Regions from separate parts of the Hordeum vulgare genome. Here region 1 is linked to region 2. Evidence: chromatin contacts called from public Hi-C data. All regions are on one chromosome and are shown on one strand. Each heading gives the region's core, a stretch centred on a gene start, on an enhancer-like site or on the middle of the called end of the contact. The rest is flanking DNA. Distances are from core to core; before and after follow the strand shown.

What was found. A called contact is a pair of places that touch in the nucleus more often than the background predicts.
Region 1: a Hi-C map of leaf shows a contact between it and region 2, with 5 times the contacts expected there. The contact joins the promoter of LOC123403987 here to the promoter of LOC123402015 in region 2. A contact is called at or near these places in 2 of 6 Hi-C or Micro-C datasets (both in leaf) and 1 of 1 datasets of contacts at active chromatin or transcription factors (embryo).

The regions. Positions count from the first base shown.
Region 1 is chr6H:442,406,900-442,412,549 of MorexV3_pseudomolecules_assembly, forward strand. LOC123403987 (2-C-methyl-D-erythritol 2,4-cyclodiphosphate synthase, chloroplastic) reads right to left here and starts at 3,939. Exons shown (of 3, transcript XM_045097887.1): 1 at 3,454-3,939; 2 at 3,220-3,350; 3 at 1,625-2,078. The coding sequence starts at 3,778. The coding sequence ends at 1,845.
Region 2 is chr6H:442,294,679-442,299,979 of MorexV3_pseudomolecules_assembly, forward strand. LOC123402015 (CAAX prenyl protease 1 homolog) reads left to right here and starts at 2,177. Exons shown (of 14, transcript XM_045095868.1): 1 at 2,177-2,414; 2 at 3,079-3,226; 3 at 3,373-3,457; 4 at 3,538-3,633; 5 at 4,182-4,247; 6 at 4,415-4,513; 7 at 4,659-4,772; 8 at 4,920-5,030; 9 at 5,125-5,187; 10 at 5,295-5,301. The coding sequence starts at 2,384.

The sequences.
Region 1 (5,650 bases), core at 2,689-5,188, 110 kb after region 2:
GCTATCACTTTTTTGAATGTGATATCTGCTTGCAGTCACTCTGGTTTGATTTCAGAAGGATACAGTTGCTTTGAAAGCATGAGAAGGGACCATGGGATTGAGCCCTGCATGGATCATTATGCTTGTGTAGTGGATTTGTTTGGAAGGTCAGGGAGGTTTACCGAGGCAGAAGAATTCATCAGGGATATGCCTGTTCTTCCCAACTCGTCCATTTGGGGACCTTTGCTGGCTGGTTGCCGGCTTTATGGGAATGTTGATCTTGCTGAAAAGGCTGCTAAAGAACTACTAGCCTTGGAACCTGACAGTGATATATGGAGAGTCTCCTTGTCAAATATCTACGCATCGGCTGGGAGATGGAAAGACTCTGCAAAGATTAGGACTGAAATGAAAAGAGTTGGTTTGAAAAAGGAGACTGGTTGGAGCTTTGTAGATGTAGGAGGGGTTGAGGGTTTCAAGTTTGTGTCGGCGGATACAAGGCATCGTGATGCTGAAAAAATATATGCCGTATGGCACGGTATGAACAAGCACATGGCAGATGTAGCCGGTGATGTGCAATTGTGCATCAACTGAGTCTGGCGAGATTAAATTAGTTGATGACAAATGCGTGGTTTCATTATGCCAGTGTTAGCGAAGGTGGCCATTTGTAATTTACTAGACTGTAAACTTACTGACTTGAAATTACACCAGATATATTATTTTGGGTTCTGGGTGTAGTATAAAACTATCAGTAAAACTGTCTACTACTCCCTCCGTTCCTAAATATAAGTCTTTCTAGAGGTTTCATTAAGAGACTACATACGAATGTATATAGACATGTTTTAGAGTGTAGATTCACTTATTTTGCTCCATATGTAGACCCTTAGTGAAATCTCTTTAAAGACTTATATTTAGGAACGGAGGGAGTACATTATAACTGACTCTAAAAGGGAAACCGAGGACGCCGCAGTTAGCATGTTACTTAAAGCTATGTTTCATGATCTTGGTGTAGTCATCTAAATTGCCTTTAAAACTATGTTTCGTGATCTTGGTGTAGCCATCAAAATTGCCTGCATTGTGAAGGTAATAGTCCTCACGATCCAACATTGCAGTATGCCAGTAGAAATGGAGAGGAAAATCTTGCTGATATGAAGTTCTTATGCTAATATGGTTGGGCAATACGAAATATAGGATGCCCAGTTTCTGCAGGGTTCAATGTTTAGCACATATGTTGTATGCTGACGAAACGATCTTGTATGTACCCGTGCTATGTACTCCATCCGATCCAAAATAAGTGCCGCGGTTTTGAAGTAAGTGGGAGTAGTATACTTCCAGTGTCACAACGGTACAAATTTATTCGGAAAACTGTACTGTGTATCCATATATTACTAGTTTTACGTTCATTGTTTTTCGTTATAAATTCGTTGCACACATTTGACTGCATATCCATGTGTTTTGAATAGTCTATCCATGTGTTTTGAATAGTCACCTTTCATTTGAAGTCAACAATTGGAAGCAAATCTTATTTCTGGAGTTAAGAAAATGAGCAGAATTCGTAGACCTGTTAAATGATCGCATGTAAAAAGCTCATGCCAGTATATTGCTGTATAATTTGTGAATGGTTCTTAAGGTCCGGAAGAAAATAACAAGACAAAATGACTGCTATATAGCACCCCGCAAGACAAGAATTCAATTTTGGAGCAATAAAATGAGACAAAAGCTGCATACACATTTCTCTTCATTGTACTCAGCTTTACCACTTTCCCCTGAAGCTTCCATATTGACTAGATCACAGGGATAGTGCAGTGACCTCTTGCACAGTAACGCTACAATACAGTTCTTGTATTATGTGGTATACTTCTAATACTCTATTTCCGCATCAGGAGAACTACGGTATGAGCAGCTATACTTCTGTTTTCTCCTAGACTGTCGACTTTCTCATGAGTCTTGGCCTTGAGATTGACAACAGATGGATCCGCCCCGAGTAGTTCACACAAGTTAGACCGGATAGTCTCCTTGAACGGGCTAATTTTTGGTTTCTGCAAGATCAGTGTAGCGTCAAGGTTCCCCAGCTCATAGCCTGCTTGATGCATTAGCTTTACCTGATGCATAACAAGAAAAAAAATGTTAAGCAGATGCATGCTCAGTTAGATGCATCAATTTAGCACCAAACGATACTTTCATCAGCTCATATCTTCAGGACTGGAATACTTCGATGATATCGTATCAAATGAAATCCAGGTGCGAATATATAGGAACCAATAGGGTGATTTAAATGGTGGATGGAATCATGTAAAAAAATCAGCGTGAAATTCAGATTCAGGCGTGAGTATAAGAACCAATAATGCTCCAACTGGATATATTCTACATAACATCTGGTGAAAAGACAAAAAATACCACTCAATGCCTAAATGGAGAGAAACTATGATGATTTCAATGGTCGATGCGATCATGTAGAAAAAGCAGCACATAATGAGCTCAAATTCTAAGGCATAGGGATATTGTATCCAATAGTCCAGAATGCAGTCAACATTCTAAGCACATGGTACATGCCTTTGAAAAAGTTCTAAAACGTGAAATACTTTTTATCCTGGAAGAGGAGAAAAGTCAAGACCGAATTTGCAGTTAGCATGGTGTTGATGCAGGAATTAAATAGTCAAACAGAAAATAAGCAGGTAATGATCTGGGGTGTCTTCAATAAGGAATCCTTTTGGAGAATTTCCACAAAATGGATGCATTTTAGGTCTCCTCCACCCACAACGACATTAAGGGAAAGAAAAAATTGTTTCCCCAGAAGATATGAACAAGTTGGGTCACTTAACACTTAACAGCCTAGACCTCAGGCTTAGTTATCGCTCACTCAAGTAGAAAGAAAACTATTTTCCCGACACACAACACAAGTGCTATATGATTAGCAATTTAGAATCATTCAGCAACAGGAACACACAAACTCTAGGTTTTGTTCTGATTAAGCATTCTACCAACCAGCTAAGACAACAATCTAGAATCATACTCCCTACGTTCCTAAATATAAGCCTTTTTACATGTTTTACTAGGGGACTACATACGGATGTATATAGACATACTTTACCTTAAAGTGAACAAAAGCAACACACGAACTGTAAATTTTGTTCTGAATAAGCACTTCACCAGCCAACTACAAAGTGTATCTTATAATGCCCACAGAAGCAAGAGGAAATTGCCATGAGAGAATGAAATTCGGAGTGAAGTTGAGAAACTCACAGCTTCCCTCATGAACACGCAGGACTCCGCGCCCTTCCACCGGGGGTCGGTGTCCGGGAAGATCTGCCCGATGTCCGGCAGCCCCAGGGCGCCGAGAATCGCGTCCACCACGCAGTGCAGAAGCACGTCCCCTGCGCACGCGGCCAAAAAATTCCACACGCCCGGTAACGCAACGAGCAAACGAACGGAAGCGCAAGGAAAAGAGCAAGCAACGGTGGTAAAAACGGCACGCACCGTCGGAGTGGGCGTCGCAGCCGCGGTCGTGGGGGATGCTGATGCCGCCGATGATGAGCGGGAGGCCCGGCTCGAGGCGGTGGAGGTCGAAGCCGTGGCCCACGCGGAACGGGAGGGCGGGCGGCTTCGGCGCCGCGGCCACGGCCGGCTGGTGCTCCGCCTGGAGCGCGGCCGCCACCGCCAGAGACGGCTGCCGGAGGCGCTGGGACGGCCGGGCGGGGCAAGCGGAGGAGGGGGTGGGGCGGGTGCGGATGCGGATGCGGATGCCGGTCCTCGGCGCGGTGGAGATGGGGGAGGCCAGGAAGAGGGAGGAGGCGGAGGCCATGTCGTCGCGCTCCGATGGGCGAGATAGCGCAGCGGCCGAGTAGAGTTTCGGGGTTTTCTCTTGGCCGCGGAATGCGAGAAAAGGAAGCGGTTTTTTGTGCGCCGGGATTACTTTGGCATTGGGGACTGGGGAGGCGGGGAATCTTGGCGACGGAGATGCGGTTCATGGTGCCGTGGACGAGGTTTAACGTTTAAGTACTGCAGCCGGCGGTCACTGTCTCACCGGTCGCCGGTGGCTGCATTTGCCATCCAAACGGGCACGACGTGAACACTTTGGTCCAGATTCGGGTGCTGCATAAAATACGAAATTCGAGCTTAAATGTCATTCGGCTTACATACACTGAGATGAATGGAAGGATTTTCAGTCGCTATCTTATTGGGGCCTCTTCGGTTCACAGAATGGAATTAGACTCAGAGTACGGACGTGTTTGGTAGGCGTAGTTGCTGGGATAGGTCCGTGGAATATGAGTAAAACAAGCTCATGCTGAGGTAAAAAAAGACAGAAAACTAACATCTGCATTTAGTTTGGAGGTAATAGCATCGCAAGTCGTACAACTTGTAATGGATGTGATGATTTGGTCCTAGAACTTGCGAAATGATCCTATTTAGTCCCAAAAGTTGTAACTCATGTGTAAATTTAGTCCACGGCCAATCAGAACATGCCAACTGGACAGGATGGGTCAGCTCTGGTCGTTTTGCACATAGCTCCCTACATTTAACACTAATTAATATAGCTCCAGGGTTCAGACAACACGTGATTTACTTAAGCCCTCCTCTCCCATGCACGGAAGGTACCGTGCATGCATGCGTCGTTGATATGCTTGGAGATTCGATGACATGCATTGTACTGCTCGTATTTAATTACTCCTAGATCTTTCGTCTCTTATCACATGCAAACACACTATTCCAGCTATGCCCCACCATCCCCACTTCAAAATTTTGGTTACCTCCACCCTCCTCCGATTTCTTGTCCATGGCACCTCCCTGACATCTACACAACTTTTAAAAACGATTTCTCAAAGTTTTGGAAATATTTAGCTACCTTTCATATTTTATTTTTTCTAAAACTATTTTCTCTAATCAGCTTTGACCCCTAGATTTTTGCAAAGGAGCTCATAGTTTTCTTTGGGTTCTGATCACCAAATTCCTATCCTTGGTAGACCTTAGTATCCTCAACTCATTTCTCCAAAAACCATGTGGTTGCTAGTTTGAATTTTTCAAATTTTGTTTGACCCAAGTTTGACCAAAATTCTCTAGTTTTCTTAAAAACCCGACTTAACTATTTTCGAAAATTCTGAAACTTTATAGGCAACCCCTCTAGGATCAATAAGAGGCCACCCCATAAGTTTCTAGCTTCAAATAAGTTTTTATCACGTGGTTTTAATTCAATCGAGCACGTGGTGTGCACTGTTCTGGTGTGAGGTTCAGTTTCACTCAAAGTGCAGAGCTGTAGCGTTTTAGGTTCAGGTTCAGATATTTCAACGTCAATCTCCATAGTGGTGACGAGGGGGGTCTTGCCACCGTGCCTTCCTCTTATCCGTTGCTCCGCTCGCTCGCTTGGCCGCATGTTTGCGTCGGCGGTGAGCTGGCCTGAGCCAGCCAACCTTGGAAGCGGCGCCACCAACGACTGTCGCGGCCACCAGCAGCCTCTGCCCCAAAGCCGCGCTGCCCGGCACCACCCCTTCTCCCTCGAGACTCCGCGGGTCCGTCCTCGCCCATGCGCACCAGGAATGCCGTCGCCACGTCCCAGATGGCACAGAGCGCGATTCCTGTTGCCGTCGCGCCCAGTGAATGCAGCACCGTCGAGCCGGGTCTCCCGTCGATGACCGCACAAGATTAGGCCTAAAATGGATTCCCCATGGAGTATTGGTGA
Region 2 (5,301 bases), core at 927-3,426:
ATGGCTTCAGATCAATCACTCAAGACCCTGTTTTCTTTACTCGCGTGAAAGTACAAGTCCACCCTCCTCGCAGGTAACATGTTGTATCTGCTCCTCTCTAATCTTCGCTACATCTCAATTATGTGATATATGTCTATGACTTACTGATTTTCTAAGTCCCTTCTCTTTGTGCTTCCCCCCTACCAATTTCGTAACCCCACATCCCTTGAACTATATATGGCACACCAATTCATTTTGATGCAGAATAAATAGACTATGTTGGGAAAAGTATTGATATGTACAACATGTCATGCTGCACCGGTCTACCAAATTTTAATCTATGTCCACAAGGCACTTGATCAGATTCCAAGTAGCTTGCACGTCCGTTTGTTTGTGCAGAATATCCACTCTCATTTTTTATCTACATTCATAAGATATTTGTCTGTTTGATCATTGGTCACCTTCTTTACAGCTTTTACAGGTCACACATGTCACTATCTGTCATATGCAATGATCCATGTAATGTGTCATAAATACATAGATGAAGATAGGTCTTGGCTATTATAGTTAGATACAAAGAGGGTAACATTCGAATATGGTGCCAACTATGCTTTATCATATAGGAAAAACAAAAACCTAATGGAAAGGTAGTCTTATGAAGTTGTACGATTTTGTATGGCAAATATGGACATTTTTTTGCAAGGTGATTTGGGATTTATATATATTCGCATCTTTGTTGATGTTGTTTTTGATGAAATTCCATTTATAATATCACATATATCATTTAATTTTATAATTTTGCATCATATTTTTATGAAATACCGCAGAAACATGTGGGCTACCATGTCAACATGTTATAGTATGAATGCGATAAGGCTCATCTCAACATGCAATCATGCACGAGGAAAGACCCACTACACCATACAACCAGACATGGAAAGATTGTTTCCATTCAATTATTCTACTTATAATCAATACACATTGCTAAGACAATACATAATCAAATATAGTAAGCATATGCACTTCAAATTTCGTTTATCATGTTATGAACCCAACTTTCCTCAACCAATTCCCGCAACAACACCAGGGGTATCCTCTAATATATCTAAATAGCTACCACCCACTACTAGATTTTTTTCAACACCCATGCTTCTACATCACCTCAATTATTTGTAGCCATGATAAAAATCGTGTGACATTACTCCCTCCGTTACTAAATATTTGTATTTTTAAAGATTCAACTGTGGACTACATACAAAGTAAAATGAGTGAATCTATACTTTAAATATGTCTATATACATCCGTATGTAGTCCGTAGTGAAATATCTAAAAAGACAAATATTTAGGAACGAAGGGAGTAGAAGTCATGCATGTGCCCATAAGTTACACTTCTTGCATTAATCTAACAATGCAAACCATGCCCCCTCATTAAGTCATCATGTATTTTTTCCGGTGGAATGAAGTCATCCATGTCAATAACTATTTAATTTTGTGCACTAATTTATATGTGGCCATGAACAATATATGCGTGGAAGTTTGGAGCAATTTTTTAGTTCATACATCACATTTTTGTAAAAAGATGGCATCACATTATTTTAATTAGTTGTTTTAATCACTTATTGATGCATTTGTTGTAGCATGATTCTCGCGGCAATGCGTGGAGCATCATCTAAGCTTACTAGTCCATAATAAATCTAAATGAATGGAATGTGTGCGGTGACTCATGCGAGAAGCTGGGAATGCGACCTTTTATGAAAAAAGTCGCCAAAAGATTATCCACAATTCAATATTTGTTTGGACCTCAATACCCACGGAGCGTCAGATTTTTAGGGCTTCCACAATCAGTCGATGCTTCTGTTGTCAGTTCTATATCACGATCTCACAGATGACAATTTCTCTACTCAACGTGACAATTATTATGCCTTTCTTTTGGTACATGACAACTTTTGCCTTCGGCCATGGCAATTCCTACAAAGTTGTCATGACATTATGACAAATTTAGTTGGTAATATAATGGCATGACAAGTTGGGGGCGTTCGCTGGGAATACACTCCAAGCGAACGTTCACCACATAGCCATTTTCGGTAATTCAACCGTATTCATTTTTTCAGAAAAAATATAGTATATTAAGTTTAAGAAAGGTGGACTAGGCGACAGCCACATCCAAGCCCCCTTTGCTCCCCGGGCCGTTCCCCACCCGGTCCCGGCGTGGCTGCAGCCGCGATACCTTCCTCCCCCAACTCCGAGCAAAGTATCCGCCCCTTTTTTCCACATCACGCCGCCCCCACCTCCTCCTCCTTCCACTGTTCCCTCGTTTTTGCGCTCGACCCCCTCCCCGCCAGCCCGTCCCTCGCTCGGCACACAAGCCGCCTCCGCGCCTCGATTTCAGACGCCACCGGCTCCAATGGCGCTGCCCTACCTAGAGGCCGTCCTGTGTAAGACTCCGCCTCTGTCCGCTGCTCAATCCCGGCAGTAGCTCGTCCGCTCGCTCGTTCCCCGGGGCGTGTCGGCTTTCGATGGGCGCGGGATCCGCGTGTAAACCCTAGCTAGGGGTTAGCGGGGGTCGCGACCTTTTCGCCGCTGGATTTGCCCGTGCCGCGGAACCGTTTGGGTGTCTGGGCAGTTTGATTTTCTCCAGCGTAGCGAGTGATCTTGATGGCTCAGTGTGGCGTGAGTCGTGTGTGTGCGAGATGTTTATCCAGGTGCGGTGATCTGAGGTTTTGGATAGATTGGGTTACCTGGAGATTAGTGTAGAGTATTCAGCGTGGCAGTTAGGAGTACATCCGCAGAATTACATTTGACTGAAGATGGTTCCTGTCGCCTGATGCATGGACTTGTTTGCGCTTTCAAGCTCTGTTATGTAACACAAGATGTGTAGTATTGTGCAGATTTGATGATCACTTACTAGTACAAAATGAGCCAATATTTCTGAACTAAGTTGCAAGTAGTAGTGTTTAACACAAGTTTGTCAAAATTGTGTGAACAGATCATATGTACGAAGTCAAGATTTCGTATTTTTATTTACCTTGTCATTATCATTATTATTGTTTCTGTTGTCTATTCCTGACATGCTCGTCTCAATGTATGTCCCTTCTGCAGGCTTTATGATTCTCAATTACATTTTTGAGACATATCTTAACATCAGGCAGCATAGAGCCCTTAAATTGCCAACATTGCCAAAATCCCTGGCAAAAGTTATTAGTCATGAAAAATTTGAGCAGGCGAGAGCTTATAGCCTGGACAAAAGGTGCTTATAATACTCTACTCAGCCCTTCCAACCATACCTCGTTTAGAAACCATTCCTGACACCTAATTTCATTAGCTGCGTTCCCACTTAATCTTCTCTGTATCTTTTTAGATTGTCTTTACTGACATGTATACTTCCTCTTGCAGTAATTTCAATTTTGTACGTGAGGCCATAACTATAGTATGCGATATCATAATACTGTACTATAAAGTTCTTCCTTGGCTTTGGAAGGTAAGACAAAGTCTTTGACTTGCTGTCCTTTACCCTTTTTGTGCAGGAGCTTGGTTCTAACTATCCTCTTCCTTTTATAGAATTCTGGAGTGTTAGTAACCAACGTTGGCCTGAATGCAGAAAATGAGATAATACACACCCTTGCATTCTTAGCAGGTGTCATGGTTTGGTCACAGGTATTATCAATTTATTTGCCTCCTTCAGAAGGCCACATGTGTTTATTACGTTTTCTCTGCTTTCATATTCAGTTCTTTTAAATTCTTCAACAGTCTTTTGCAATTAATTGGATTAGGTATATGTGACGCATTAGCTTTAGCTCTGAAGGATCAAATGCTTGATTATCTATGATGCTAGCTATTGCAGGAAGGAATCTAAGAATCAGGAGTTAATTTCATAGTTTTTCGACACCTATAAACTCCTTGATGTGTCTTTCTTTCTGCTGATTTTGGTCCTGACAGAGATACTAACCCATACCCATTTCAACATTTTCACTAGTTATTTTATTTAACGTATAGCATAAGGTGCATTTATTTTGTTCAAACATGCATCAATCAAGATTCTGATTTCTTTAGATTGATTGATCAGCAGTTCTTTTTGAATGTTTCCATAGCACCTAAGTAACCTCAATGTTTACCTGTGTTCATTGTCTATCAATATTTTCTTTTATGGCAATCCAATTTCTTATGCAAATGTGACTACCTAATACATACTTGATGCAATACAGATCACAGACTTGCCATTCTCTCTGTACTCAACTTTTGTTATCGAGGCTCGACACGGTTTTAACAAGGTATGTCTATAATTTTCAATTTCTGCACTTCTGTTTGTGAACATAAAGCAAATATACATATGGATGTATTTGAATTGTGTCAACTTATGGTGCTTTGGAGCACTCAATAATTTGATATCTTCATTTCGTAACGTATTTATGTTGTTTTTTCTCTTGCCCTTTCTCAGCAAACATTCTGGCTCTTCATTTGGGACATGATCAAGGGAATTTTGCTGTCCACTGTACTCGCACCACCAATTGTGGCTGCTATCATCGTTATAGTACAGGTACACCATATTTTTATGTTGTGCAACCCTCTATTCTGAACTATCATGCTAACATGCATCTTTATTAACTGTCCCTTAACCCCTTTCGCAATCAGATGAATGCATATGTCACCCAACTGAGTTACCTTTTCCTGTACTGCTTCAGAATGGAGGGCCTTACCTAGCAATATATCTCTGGGGTTTTATGTTTGCGCTAGCTCTCCTGATGATGACAATTTACCCCATCATGATAGCTCCTCTGTTCAACAAATTCACTCCTGTGAGTATCTTTACTTGTTGCACCGCGTCAGTCATTTTCCTCATTCAATATGGTTTTCTGTGAGAATGGTATATGCATCCATTCTCCATCTGTATCCACATAGTAACTTCATGGTAAGACTGAACTTGAAGTTGCTGATTTCAACAGCTTCCTGAAGGCTCACTCAGGGAGAAAATAGAGAAGTTAGCAGATTCCCTCAAGTTTCCTCTGAAAAAGCTTTTTGTGGTGGATGGGTCTACTCGATCAAGCCACAGTAATGTATATGTTAATTGCTCTACCTTTGGAGTTTGTTTCATTGCTAACTAGTTATTGATGTTCTTCTAATATGATTTCAACTGTCAATCTCTTTCAGGCTTACATGTATGGGTTTTTCAAGAATAAGCGCATTGTTCTCTATGACACATTGATACAACAGGTTCAAACAAATGGCCATTTTTGTTCTTTGTTCACTATTTTTTCCATTGTGATTTGGGAATTCATGCAGGTTTGACTACTTGACTGTTACCCTTGTGTTTGTTTCAGTGTAGTA